Linked DNA regions of Macaca mulatta: region 1 is linked to region 2. A link is a contact called in public Hi-C data. All regions are on one chromosome and are shown on one strand. Each heading gives the region's core, a stretch centred on a gene start, on an enhancer-like site or on the middle of the called end of the contact. The rest is flanking DNA. Distances are from core to core; before and after follow the strand shown.

Region 1 (6,261 bases), core at 849-3,348, 84 kb after region 2:
TGTCAAAACACCAAGGGAGGCCCAGGAAGGATGTTCGTCTCCAGGGAGCAGAAGAGGGGACAGCCAGCGTGTCTCTAGCCAGGAAGGGAGATGACAACACAGGGCAGCCCACGGGGGCATGGTGGGGTGAGAAATCTTCCTGTGGCTGTGGAAATCTTGATAAGGTGGCAAGCGTGTTGTGCAGTGGCATCCTGAGGGCTGCCCGCCCTCCCATGCACCCAGGGCGGGCAGGCAAGCTGCACACTGTCATCGCCTAAGTCAGCGGCATTGGACACACTTAATTACAGGGGAAGCAGAATCCGATTGCACTTTCTGTGCCAGCTCCTGACTTCATTTGCGTCGTCATTTTTTTTTTCCTTTTTCATACCTCAATGGAATAAATCTGAAAGATGTTTAGAGCCAGATTTTCACCAGCAGGTCTTCAGAAATAAATACAGGGATGAGGAATTTCATTCGCTTATCCTTGCGTTGGCTGAGCAAATATTTATTGAGTGCCTGTTGTATCCAGATACTATGCTTGGTGGTAGAGGGATTCCCAGATTTGTTTTCTAAGGTGAAACAATTGGGATTTGGAACTACCGATATTTTCCATGCTCATCACAAGGGAGAGGGGAGCTATAATATTTGGACATCATAATGAGGTAAACTGGAAGTAATCAGCCCAGAAGACACTGTCTGGTTCCTGGAAGGTGAAGACCGAGATGCAGGTTCATAGGTGGGAAGCTCTGCCTTAGATCTGAGCTTTTGCGTTATTTCCATTAATGAGGCATAAGGTGGAAAGGCGGTGCCTCGCATCTGGGCCTGACGGTCTTAAATGCCGTAGAAGAAAGTCTTCCCTCCTGTGGCCATTTCTCTTTCTCTTTTCTTTTGTTTGGAGAGCTTGTCAGAAAGAGCATTATACAGAGAAATACTGTTGATCATTGGGTCAGCTATGTCATGAAGGTAAATGATTGAGGATTTATTTTCTCTGCAGTTGGGAACCCCAAGCCAAGTCTGTAGGAGTCCTTTAAAGGATAGGGATTCAGACCCAAGTTTGTGTTTCTCATAATGATACAAGATAATTTTGAAAACTGGCTGAAATGGATATTCCCGAACTCTTTGTCCTCCTTGCTAGAAAAGTCCGCCTCTTCTTTGGCTGGTAAGACTAGGAAAGCAGCTCTCATGGAGAGTTTGCAGATCATGAAATAACACAGCTACAGGGCTTTTCCAGCTGGAGCCTAGAGGTTCCTGAGATTCAGGAGCTGCTGGAAACATACACCTCTGACCTCTTTCCTGCTTCACTTAACCAGAGAAGATTCATGCTTAATATTCTTATATTCTTATATATATGAGTTTTTCTTTCTTAAGAGATCTCATCTAAAGAAAGGGTTTCTATACTGAGAGATAGAGAGGAGAGAAAGAAGGAAGGTAGGAAGGCAGGAAGGCAGGCAGGAAGGAAGGAAGGTCCAAATCACATATTTAATAGAGGAGGAGACCAAGGCCCAGGAAGCACAAGACTTACCAGGCTCATACAGCTTCCCAGAGCTAGCACTGGAGTGCAGGTGGACACCCTGCAGGGAACTTTCCAGATGCCAAGGCCTTTGAGTACCTTCACGTATTTTTAGAGGGCATTTAATACGCTGAGTTTTACTTACCTTTAATTTAGCAATTTTCAAAATGAACTTCTGTTGGGCCGCTACTGCTTTTGCTCTATTCAATAGAGAGATTCTTGAGGAACAAAGCTCTAGCTCAATATCCCTATCTAACTTAAAAGAAAGACAATCCTGTTATGTCAAAGCTTAGAGGCTGTGATGAGCACCACTTGTCACACCCCGTGGTCTCCTTGTTTGGAGGGGGGTGTTTGTAGAAGCAAGAGCATGAGAGAGGCAGTGCAGTTTGCACAGATACAAACCCCCCTCCTCCACAATATATTAGAAGAAGACAACCTTTGTGATGGGAGAGGAGGCAGAAGCTTGGACTAAGCCAACATCTATAATGAGAATGTCTCATTGAAACAAACTCTTTCCTTTTCAACACTACCTTGATAGTCAGCTTTTCCATTATTGCCCAGGTTTGTCTTCCTGTCAGCATAAAAAATACCATAATAAGGTGAAATGTGTATGATATTCCCATAAATGCATACTGTCAGGAAGTTTCACTGCCATAAACTTGCCCTCTCATTCCTCCCATTTAATCCAGCTCTGTGCTTATATTCTGGTGCCTGGCAACCCTGTGCCTGCTGCAGTCGCACACACACGGGCAGGCAAGAGGTGAGAGCCTTGGGGAATCCCCTGCAAAAGGGCAGATCTGCCAAGGGCCGTTATCAGATGAGGGTGATATCAGAGGGCGAGTGGTGTGAGGTGACTCAGACACTGTGAAAAGGCATTATTCATCTAGAGCCCTACTTCCCTTTATGGTTCAGAAAACGTGTTCTTGAAATGCTATGTCTAAACAAGGTTCTGCAAATCAGGTCCTGTGTTACACGGGTTGGAGACTCTTGCTATTCAAATGATTCCTACAAAGCACCCTCTATCTACGAGACTTCATCCATTTGTTTGTTTATTTGTCCACTCAACAAATACATATTTATTCAGGACTTTGAGCAGGGCACTGGCTCAGTCATTGGGAATATGGGGGAAAATAAGATATGTCCCTGGGCTTATGAGCTTCAGATTATTACACAACTACTACAGGAGAGAAATTCAGAGGTGCTCATTGATCTTTTGCAAAATTGGATCTTCAAAGGTAATTGCTTACAGCAGATTAGTAACTAAATAGAATTAGGTCCTTGGGTCAGCTTCCTCTCCCTCCTAGGTTCCTGTCAGCTGATTCTTCCAGAGCGGAATCTCCCACCTCTTCCCTTCAAAATTGTAGTTTTAGTTTTACTTTGATCCAAGTTTTCTGTTGCAGCCTATTTGAAGTACAATATGATCTGTTGAGCTCGGATCACAAACACCTCTGGGAAAATTACTCTTTGAAGAGGCAGCAGGAGATAAGAGCACCTAGTTTGTGCAAAAAGATCATTAGCAACGTCTCATTAACAAATATGTCTCTGCCTGTTTAGAGTCAGGTATCTAAAATAAGGTAGACAAAGCAATTAGCAGGAGGGAGGAGGAAAGATCAAACACCGAGGTTGATCCAGCTGCTACTACTGTTGCTGTCTGATCTCTCAGCAGCAGAAACAAACCCCAGGGCTGGGTAAGATACTCTGCCTGGAGGAGACCAAACAGACACCTGGTGCAAGTTGATTATATCAGATCCCTTCCACCTAGGACAAGAGCTGGGGCAGTAGTTTGTCCTTATTGAGACTGATATGTTCTGGCCTGGGTTTTACGTTCCCTGCCCACCATGCCTGGGCCGGGCCCACCATCTGGTGCTCTCAGAGCATCTGACTTCACATCACTCATACCATTGCTTCAGACCCAGGGACCCACTCTATGGCAGGGGAGTGCAACAAATGCCTATACCTGCAGGATCCATTGTACTTTTTAGACGCTGCACAAGCTGGAGACTGCCAGCTCGAGAGTGTCCGAAAAACCCTCAAAAGGCCCAGTCATCTTTCCAGATTCACAGTATACTTTCGACACTTTGAACAGATGGGAAGTGTGGGGCCTTTCATCATTATTCCCACTGACTGAGTGAGGGAATTCATGCTTCATACTCCTTAAACTTCAGGCACAATCACCAGAGGCAATCAGAGCCTGACAAAAACATGGCAACCAAAAGTTCAGATCCTCAGAGGTAAATTTCTGGATTATTCCACCAGGCAAGCAACCTAGACCAGCAAAGCTGCCTTCTGGGAAGACGAATATTAGCCATGGCCTCAGGGCAACATCAAGAATGGTAGCTTGTCCCACCAGACCACAAGCACTCCTCCTGTAAAGTTTTCCTTTTAAGAAACTGAGAGGAAAACTAAGTGAGAGTGGGGTAAGCCACCACCACCTTCTTGCAGAATCAGGGATGGGTCAGCGTGAATCTAACAGGGCACGTGAGTGCATTTAGGCAGTGGAAGGAATAGACCGCATCAGTGCCTCGTCCACATGCCCTCAGTGCTCACTGCTCCTGTGCACATCCACAGCCTCTGCAAACACCTGCTACTAAGTATGTCAGCTGGACTTAGGATAACGCTTGGCCTATGCACAGGGAAGCCAGAGGTGCTGGGAAATTGATGCACCCAGGAATAGGCTTCAAGTGTAGCAAATGGTATTATTGGATAAGGGACCTGGAGAACATTAACAAGGAAAGCTAACTTGCCTAGTGCTCGGGAAAGGCCTCTCTGAGACCTGAAGGATGAGTAGGAGTCAGTCAGACAAAGAGCTGGAAGAAGAGTGTGGATAGGAAGACAGGTAAGATGAAGTGAGGACACACACAAGGAAAGGGCAGGAGAGTAGAGTGGGACACAGAGCCACAAGGGGGACAGGCAGATCCCATAAAGGGTCTTGGAATTCTTATCTCAAATCTCAATTTTATGCTCCAACTTATGTGTTGGGAGACCACTCTGCCTGGATTATGAAGAATGGTTTTGAGGGAACAAGACTGGAGACAGGGAGACCAGCATGCCCACTTGGCATTTGGAGATATATGTCTGATGTGCAGGGGATATCACGTGACCAGTGATACAGTAATTAAACCCGCTGTAGAAGGAATGAGATATTCCAAAGGGACGCTAAAAAATAGCCCAGGTCTGAGCCCTGATGGACACAAACATTGAAGAAAAAGATAGAAGCAGAGGCGATGACAAAGATCAAAGAAGAATAGCCGGAGAGGTAGATGAAAAACTAGAATAGAAAGGCACCTAGAGACCCTGGAGAAGAGAGTATTTGTAGAAGGCAGGCGTGGTCAGCAGTATCAAATGCTGTTGAGAGGATAAGCAAGAGAAGTCTCATCCACTGCTCTTGGTAGAGCAAAATAACATAATCTTTTGGGAAAACAATTAGCCATGCACATCAGAAATCATAATCCAACTCTTGGGAATTTATTCAGAGGAAATACTGAGATTCAAGTGGAGAAAGAGATCTGTTTTTATAACTATGATGATATTATTTATAGTGGTTTTTAAAAACTTGATGGTAAAAAACTTTCAATGCCTCTATAGATAATTGACTAAGTAAATTAAAAGACATATATTTAATGAAATCTTTTGCAACCATTAAAATTATAATTATGGCTACCATGAGGTAACATTAAAATGCATGTAAAATAACATCAAATAAAAAAACAAAACGCAAGAATCTACATAAAGAGTAAACATCCATATGGATAAAGACTGGAAGAACATCGAAAATGTAAATACTTCATATGTAAGAGAGGTGGAATTGTTAGTTTTAAAAATTATTCTCTGTATTTACTGTTATACTACTTACAGATAATAAATTGCAATCCAAAGAACATACATGTAGCAACTTTATAATCAGTAGAAAAACCTAGTACATTGCCAAACAACTTGATGTCTTGTTATGATGAGAGAAAAAAACATAAAATTTGCCTCCTATACATAAAAATGGGAACAATGGACGCTCAGGACTACCAGAGGTGGGAGGTAGAGAGGGAGATCCGTGTTGAAAAACAACCTATCAGGTATATACTCACTACCTGGGTGATGGGATCATTCATACATCAAACCTCAGAAACACACAATTTACCCAGTTAAAAACCTGCACGTGTACCCCCGAACTCAAAATGAAAGTTGAAAAAAATTTTCCCACCTATAACACGATTTTTTGCAAGTATTTATGGCTTTCTGGACCAAAAAGGCTCAGGCAACTTAGAGAATAAACGTCCAAATAGCCCCTAATTGAAAACTGTTTACACTTAGAAGCTAATGAAAATAAAAGGAAATTGGGGCCGGGCGCGGTGGCTCAAGCCTGTAATCCCAGCACTTTGGGAGGCTGAGACGGGCGGATCACGAGGTCAGGAGATCAAGACCATCCTGGCTAACCCGGCGAAACCCCGTCTCTACTAAAAAATACAAAAAGTAGCCGGGCGAGGTGGCCGGCGCCTGTAGTCCCAACTACTCGGGAGGCTGAGGCAGGAGAATGGCGTGAACCCGGGAGGCGGAGCTTGCAGTGAGCTGAGATCCGGCCACTGCACTCCAGCCTGGGCGACATAGCGAGACTCCGTCTCAAAAAAAAAAAAAAGAAAAAGAAAAGAAAAGGAAATTAAGTTAAATGCAGCATAATAGTCACTGGGAAATATGGGCTTCTCAGAATCTTCGATTCTATGCACCCTCCCACCCGTGGGGAAAGGAGAAAGATAATTAATATTTTTGAGTACCAACCTGTG
Region 2 (6,664 bases), core at 3,144-5,643:
TAACAAGCTCCAAGGTGACCGCCAGTGCTGCCGGTCCACAGACAACACTTGAATATTGAGATCTAATCCACTCGCTGCCCACCCCATCCCCCAGTCTTGATGGCACAGCAACTGAGACGAACCATAGGGATTCACTGCCCTCAACTCCATGGCCAACAGTGCAGAGGCTGCTGGAAGATTGTCCAGATCCTCCCTGCACCCGAGGCACAGGGTCCCATCCAGCAGGAGTCCAGCCAGGCCCTCAGGGCTGGCAGAGAGCTGACTAGTATGTAACTAAGTCCACGGACCCAGAATTGGATGGTGGGGAGGAAAGTGGGGAGGAAGGAGGTAGAAATTGTGGGATGGAGCTGGTGCTTGCTCAGAAAATGGGCCCCGATATCTCCTATGGAAGGAGCTAAGAAAGATACTAAGGGACATAAAAAGAAAGATAGACGAGCTTGGACAAGGGACCAGGCAGAGCCTCTGAGTCATGGCATCAAGCACTGATTTTGTGCCAGGGACTGTTTGCATGCATCACATAGATGTCACATTTCATCTCCACACAACATCCTTGCAAAACAGATTTTAAATCCCTGCTAACAGATGAGAAACTTGAAGTGCAGAGCAGTTCAGCAAATCACCCAATCTCAGCTGGCACACAGTGGAGCTCAGCTCACACCCAGGTCTGCACAATGTGAAAGCCCAGGTCTTTCAGGTACCCCCTGCCCCCACTGTGCACTATCTTCATAAAGATGGATGATACAGGACGTTGTGCCCTAGGGGAGGGTCTTTAGATATCTGAATCTGAAAGCAAGTGATATCAGTGATGACTGAAAGAGGTGCTAGGCCAAGAGAAAGCAGGTCAAGAGAAGGTGACATCTAAAGAAGACCTGAGTATCTGGAACTGGACCACCTTTGGACAAAGTGACCTGGTCTTCCTGGTCCTGAAGGGAATTTGCCTTCACGTGAGCCAGCCAGGGATTCATGGCGCCTCATAGTCTTGGCATGCACTGGTTGGTGGGCATCTTGGCAGAAATGGAATATTTACCTGAGAAAAAAGAAGACAGATGTATTAGTTCATTATCACACTGCTATGAAGACATACCCAATACTGGGTAATTTATAAAGAAAGGGGTTTAATTGACTCACAGTTCCACATGGCTGGGGAGGCCTCAGGAAACTTACAATCATAATGGAGGATGAGAGAGAAGCAAAGTCACATCTTACATGGTGGCAGGCAAGAAAGACAGCAAATGAGTGAAAGGGGAAGAGCCTCTTATAAAACCATCAGATCTTGTGAGAACTCACTGACTAGCACGAGCAAGGCTCATGGGGAAACTGTCCCCATAATCCAATCACTTCCCACCAGGTTTCTCCGTAAACATGTGGTGATCCTATGGGGATTACAATTCAAAGAGAGATTTGGGTGGGGACACAGAGCCAAGCCATATCAACAAAGAACTAAATGGAAAAGACTATCACATGACAAGGTGTCTAGAACACAGTAAGCAATCAACACTTGGTAGCTGCTATTTACTACTATTGTTGTGGTGGTGGTGGCTGTTGATGAAGATGAAGCTCAGGACATGCTACCACAATACATAGCACCTCAGCATTTTAGAAAACAGAAGCAGGAAGGTCTCTCTGACCTTCTCCTGCCATTCTGCCCTGAAGCAGGCCATGAAAGAATTATCTAACCTTCCTCTGAAGTAGGTACAAAGGCCCTCATTCCATGAGTGAGGAAAAGATACTACCTACCCCTCCTTACACTGTTGTTGTGGGGTACTATTTCTGCACATGCCTAATAACCAGTCAGCAGTACGCTAGGAACATTCTCAGGCATAATTATACATAGAAGATTTCTGAAAATCCAAAGTCTGCGTAAGTCCAGCTAGCTGGCCAAACAAATCAGCCAAAGTTGCATAACTTATTATGAAGGTGCATTCACCCCATGGTGTTTTACATCACTTTTATTTAGGTATCAGGATGATGTTAGCAGGTGGTCAGTCACTGCTTATGCCTACTTGTCCCTCCTTACTGAGTTGTGATAGTTTAAAAATTGTTTTTCTAGATGGAGGGAGTCTCCCTGCCAAAAGAGTCTCCGCCTGGAGTTGAAAGACCCACACTGCTCCTCACTGATGTGCTCTCAGTCTCATCATCTGTAAAATGGGGACAATCAAATCACACCTGTGCTGCCCACCTCAGGATCACTGCTGTGAGGACCGAGCAACATGATACATGTGAAAGAGGGGCAAAATGGCCACGTCCTCCACAAGTAAAAGCCATGCTGACTTTGCAGACGTCTTGCCATTCTATTCTAATTTGGGCACTAACTCTTTATTAAAGCTTTATTTTTATACCTTCTGTGTTTCCTCTAAATGCCTCAGATTCTCTGGGGAACCAGCTGGCATTTACTTCCATGTATACCTCCATAAAAGTTTACATGGAACTTAAATGAAAACTTACATGCATATATCATTCATATGTAGATATATGTATGTATACACACGTAATTTTTATATATACATAAAATTTCTTCTCTGTACTACATTTAAAGGGCTTCTTGTTAAAGTGGATGAGATGTTTGCACAATCAGTTTAAAAGATTATTATTTAAAAACGGAAATTGCCCAAGGCAGACAACTGGAAATCATTCCTCACTGCAACTCAAAGGGAGGAAGTCGTCTAATTCTTGGGAATTTAGACACTCGTCTAGTAATGTAGCACAAAAATGGGCCTGGCTCAATCTGCTCTTCACATTTTGGTAATTTAAAAGGACATAACGGAATTTTATTTTAATGGTAATTGCAAACTCATGCAGAAAATGTAAATGCACATTTCATGATTAGCTTGCAGCATAAACTATGGCTTCTATTAATGTATTCCAATTTGTAATTCTTTTCACAGTATGAGATTTGAAAGCTGTGATTAAAATTAATTAGGTTAAGTAAAGTTTATCCCCCCTGAGCACTGCTATTGGGAACAAGCAAGAGGAAAATGCGAGCTACATCTGGCTCTGCAGGAAGCTGTGTCTTCACAAGAAGTCGGCTGACTTCTTTTCTCCCCACAGAGGTTGCATGCTGCTTATTTGGCATATCTCAACCACCATGTATCTCCTCAAGGAGCTAATTGAACCATTAAACTATTCTTTGCTGGCTCACAAAACCACATAGGCTGTGACTACATCATCTTCAAATAATGATAGTAGGTGGATCCATCAATTGTTTAAATACAGTAAATCTTGCGGGGGGAAACGCATACACCTGGTAAACCTGAGGTAATGGTGGTTACCCCAAATCCAGTACCGTAATTGCTATAGAAGAGGTGCCAAATGAGGGAACAATCATAAAGACAGTAACTAACACCAGTATGGGCCTCTCTGTTTTACACATAACTGTCTCAAACATTACCTCACTGGATCGCCTTAACGATCCTGAGAAGTTCTTATTATATAGTCCCATTTTACAGATGAGGGTGCTGATGTTAAGTGAGGAGCCCAGAATCAAAGGGCACTGGAGAGTAGACCAAGGTCTTCAGAGTTCCCGTCCTATGCCCCTTTGCGCTCACACACCACACTAGAGAAGTTTAAAATTCTCTAACAGTAGGTTTACAGACTATTGACCCTTAGGATCTTGAACCTATCACTTCAACACAACACCCAAATTTTGTGTATCAAGAGCTTGGCACATTTGGGGGCAGAGCTGGTGTAACTGTTGCTATGTCAAGGAGAAAAGCACCCACAGAGAACGGGCCCATGTAAGCACTGTTTGATATTCCTGGAGCAGTTGATTCACGGGAACAAACCCACGTTCTGAAACCAAAGGGTCTCCAGAGACAGAGACTATTTCGCTCAAATTCAGAAATTAAAAAGAAATGCAAAGAACGTGTGCTTAGAAGCCAGAGAACATGGGGCCAGGGAAGCAGCATGCTAGAAAGAGGAGAACAAGTGTCTCCACATTTCAACCTCACAACCATTTACTGAGAGGTACACTTGGGGAATTAACTTCCATTTTTTTCCTAGAGAAAACAGAAGGTTTAAGCCACTTCCTCCAAGTTACACTGGGAGTTGTCACTCAAAGGAGACTTTGAACCCCTAGGCTGGTGCTCTTCACTCTGTTTTGACTCTCACAAACTTTTCAGTGCTTTGTTGGGGGAATGATGAAATTAAATTAGGAAATTAGCATGCCAAGTTTTCAATAACATATTCATCTTATTAAATTTTCATGAGGAAGATGCTGACTTAATGATTGACTGCATAGCTCGGACTATGGGATCCAGGACCCTTCCCAGAGCGGGCCTTACTTTTTTTAACCACTAGGTGGCAGTACAAGCACAGCCTTCCAAGGACCCCTTAACGTTGCCTGCTCTCAGCAGTGACGGGAGAGTTTTCTTACCCGGGCAGGGTGAGTCATCGCACAGCTCCAGTGTGTGGTGTCGCTGTCAGTGTATTTGGTAATCTGGAGTTTTCTCTGTGCTCTCCAGCCTCACGAGAGGCTGTGTAGTTTTGCTGGGGAGATACCTACTCTGGGATCTTGAATATAGTGAATGAGAGAAGAGCTTAACTGGACTCCCCACCGTTTAAATACCAAGTCATTTCCATCCTTATGAATAAGCAGGGCCTCTCGGATCCAGAAGGCGACACTTCAGATCTCCTCTACAGAAGCAACTCCTCAGGCTGCAAACACTCCAGTTCCTTCCACGTTGTGACCAGCCGTAGAGTACGCGCTGTTAAAAGGAAATCAGAGACTCAGAGGTAGGGATTTACTAGCAGCAAATTTCTTCCAAAACATGATGTTCAGCACACATCTCAAAGCATCTTTTAGGATGATCCAGCCTGCTTGCCTCTAGAAAGGAGCACCCTGCACCAATGTTATTAATATTAGTTAATGCACATTGGACACACAGTAAGTGCTACATTATATACTTTATGTAGATTATCTGGTTTAATCTCACAATGGCTTTAAGAGGTAGGTGTTCAAATGGCCTGATTTTCAAACAAGAAGGCTGAATATTAGAAAGGTGAAGTGACTTGCCCAAACCCCAGAATTTGAAATCAGGGCTCTCTAATTGAAGGTTAGAATTTGACTCACGATATTAGTGTTTAGCACATCGTTTAACAGGGCATAGCATCTCACTTCACCCATCTCTGCCACAGAAGGTTGCACACCCGTGTTCTGGTTCAGAATTCTTTGGTGAGGTCAAGCAAGATGGCAGGAGGGAGAGCGTGAGCTGACCCTCCCCACCAGCCTGGAACCTGAATGCAGTTCCGACAGGCCTGGTTCAGGAGAGGTTCAGCTCAACGACCCCATCCCTAGGGCCAAGGAGGCTTAGCAATCATCAGTTTTGATCCTGACAAACAGAAGGCTGAGGTGGCGCAGATGAAGAGGGAGGTGGCTCAGCAACACACCCAGTACATATGCAGTGATTCCTGTGTGCTCGCCTCATCTTAGTGAGTGTCCTAGTCCATTTCCGCTGCTATAACAAAATACCTGAGACTGGGTAATTTATAAAGAAAAGGAATTTATTTCTCCCAGTTCTGGAGGTTGGGAAGTCCAAGATCAAGGTGCTGGTAGGTTCAGTGTCTGATGAAGGCTCATTCCTTCCTCATAGATGAGGCCATCTAGGTGTTGTCACGTGGTGGAAGAGCAACAGAGGAGTCTAAGCTGGCTCCTTCCAACCCTTTTATAAGGCACTAAACTCTTCATGAGGGTGGAGCCCTCACAACTTAACCACTTCCCAAAGGCCCCACCTCTTAAGACAATGCAGTAGAGATTAAGTTTCAACACACGAATCTGGGGAACATTCAGACCACAGCAGTTAGTTTTATCAAATGGCAATCCCTGTTTCTTCTTTGTGCCTCTGGACTGAAACTTTACTTAGCTCTTAGATTCATTTTGAAAATAACATACCGCAAGATCAATTATCTTAATTTCACTCATGGAAACACAACCTGGAATTATAAATCTTCCTCTAGGTTTATTTCCCAAATGCTTGTTCATGATGATTCTTTCACTGGTCTGCATCAAAATGGGCACAAAAGGACAGTGTGGTAAGTTTTTCATAAAGCTACATTTGGGGTTTACAAGATAATTGCTTGTTTTGAGATTCTGTCCTTTCTATTTCTTCATGACTAAAATGTTTCCCTTAGGGAGCAGTGGAAGTTGATTTATATCTTAATGATGTCCCCTGGCAAAATAAAAACTTGGCAAGTCAATGGCTCTCTCCTGTTTTCTTTTTTAAAGGCAGGGTCTCATTTCGTTGCCCAAGCTGGAACGCCCAGAGTCTTGTTTTGTTGCCCACACAGTGTGATCATGGCTCACTGCAGCCTCAACCTCCAGGCTCAATCAATGCTCCCACCTCAGCCTCCCAAGAAGCTGGGTCCACAGGTGTGTGCCACCACACCTGGCTAATTTTTTTATTTTTTGTAGAGATAGGGTCTCACTATGACTGGTCTCAAATTGTACTCAAGCAATTCTTTCACTGCAGCCTCCCAAAGTGCTGGTATTACAGGCATGAGCCACCACACTCGGCCTTCTTTTTCTTTTTAAAAAATTTTACAGATGAGAATTTGGGAATCGCAGCTCTGGGCAGTTTTCAAACTTCATTCACCTGAGCATCTAAGAAGTGTTTTATATACTGTCATCTAGTGGTCATCCCAGCTCACCCTCGCCAACTCTTCCCTTTGA

The links. A called contact is a pair of places that touch in the nucleus more often than the background predicts.
Region 1: a Hi-C map of CD4 T cells shows a contact between it and region 2, with 5 times the contacts expected there. The contact joins two enhancer-like sites. A contact is called at or near these places in 6 of 14 Hi-C or Micro-C datasets (CD4 T cells, blood, cortical neurons and 3 more).

Annotation. Positions count from the first base shown.
Region 1 is chr4:95,572,438-95,578,698 of T2T-MMU8v2.0, forward strand. No RefSeq gene overlaps it. Among named protein-coding and RNA genes, the nearest start is that of BACH2, 110 kb to the right of the region's middle. Within about 2 kb of position 2,099, at least 13 of the 40 cell types and tissues checked have an H3K27ac peak or open chromatin away from gene starts, as enhancers often do. A contact at or near this core is called in CD4 T cells, where this site is marked.
Region 2 is chr4:95,486,413-95,493,076 of T2T-MMU8v2.0, forward strand. No RefSeq gene overlaps it. Among named protein-coding and RNA genes, the nearest start is that of MAP3K7, 110 kb to the left of the region's middle. Within about 2 kb of position 4,394, at least 28 of the 40 cell types and tissues checked have an H3K27ac peak or open chromatin away from gene starts, as enhancers often do. A contact at or near this core is called in CD4 T cells, where this site is marked.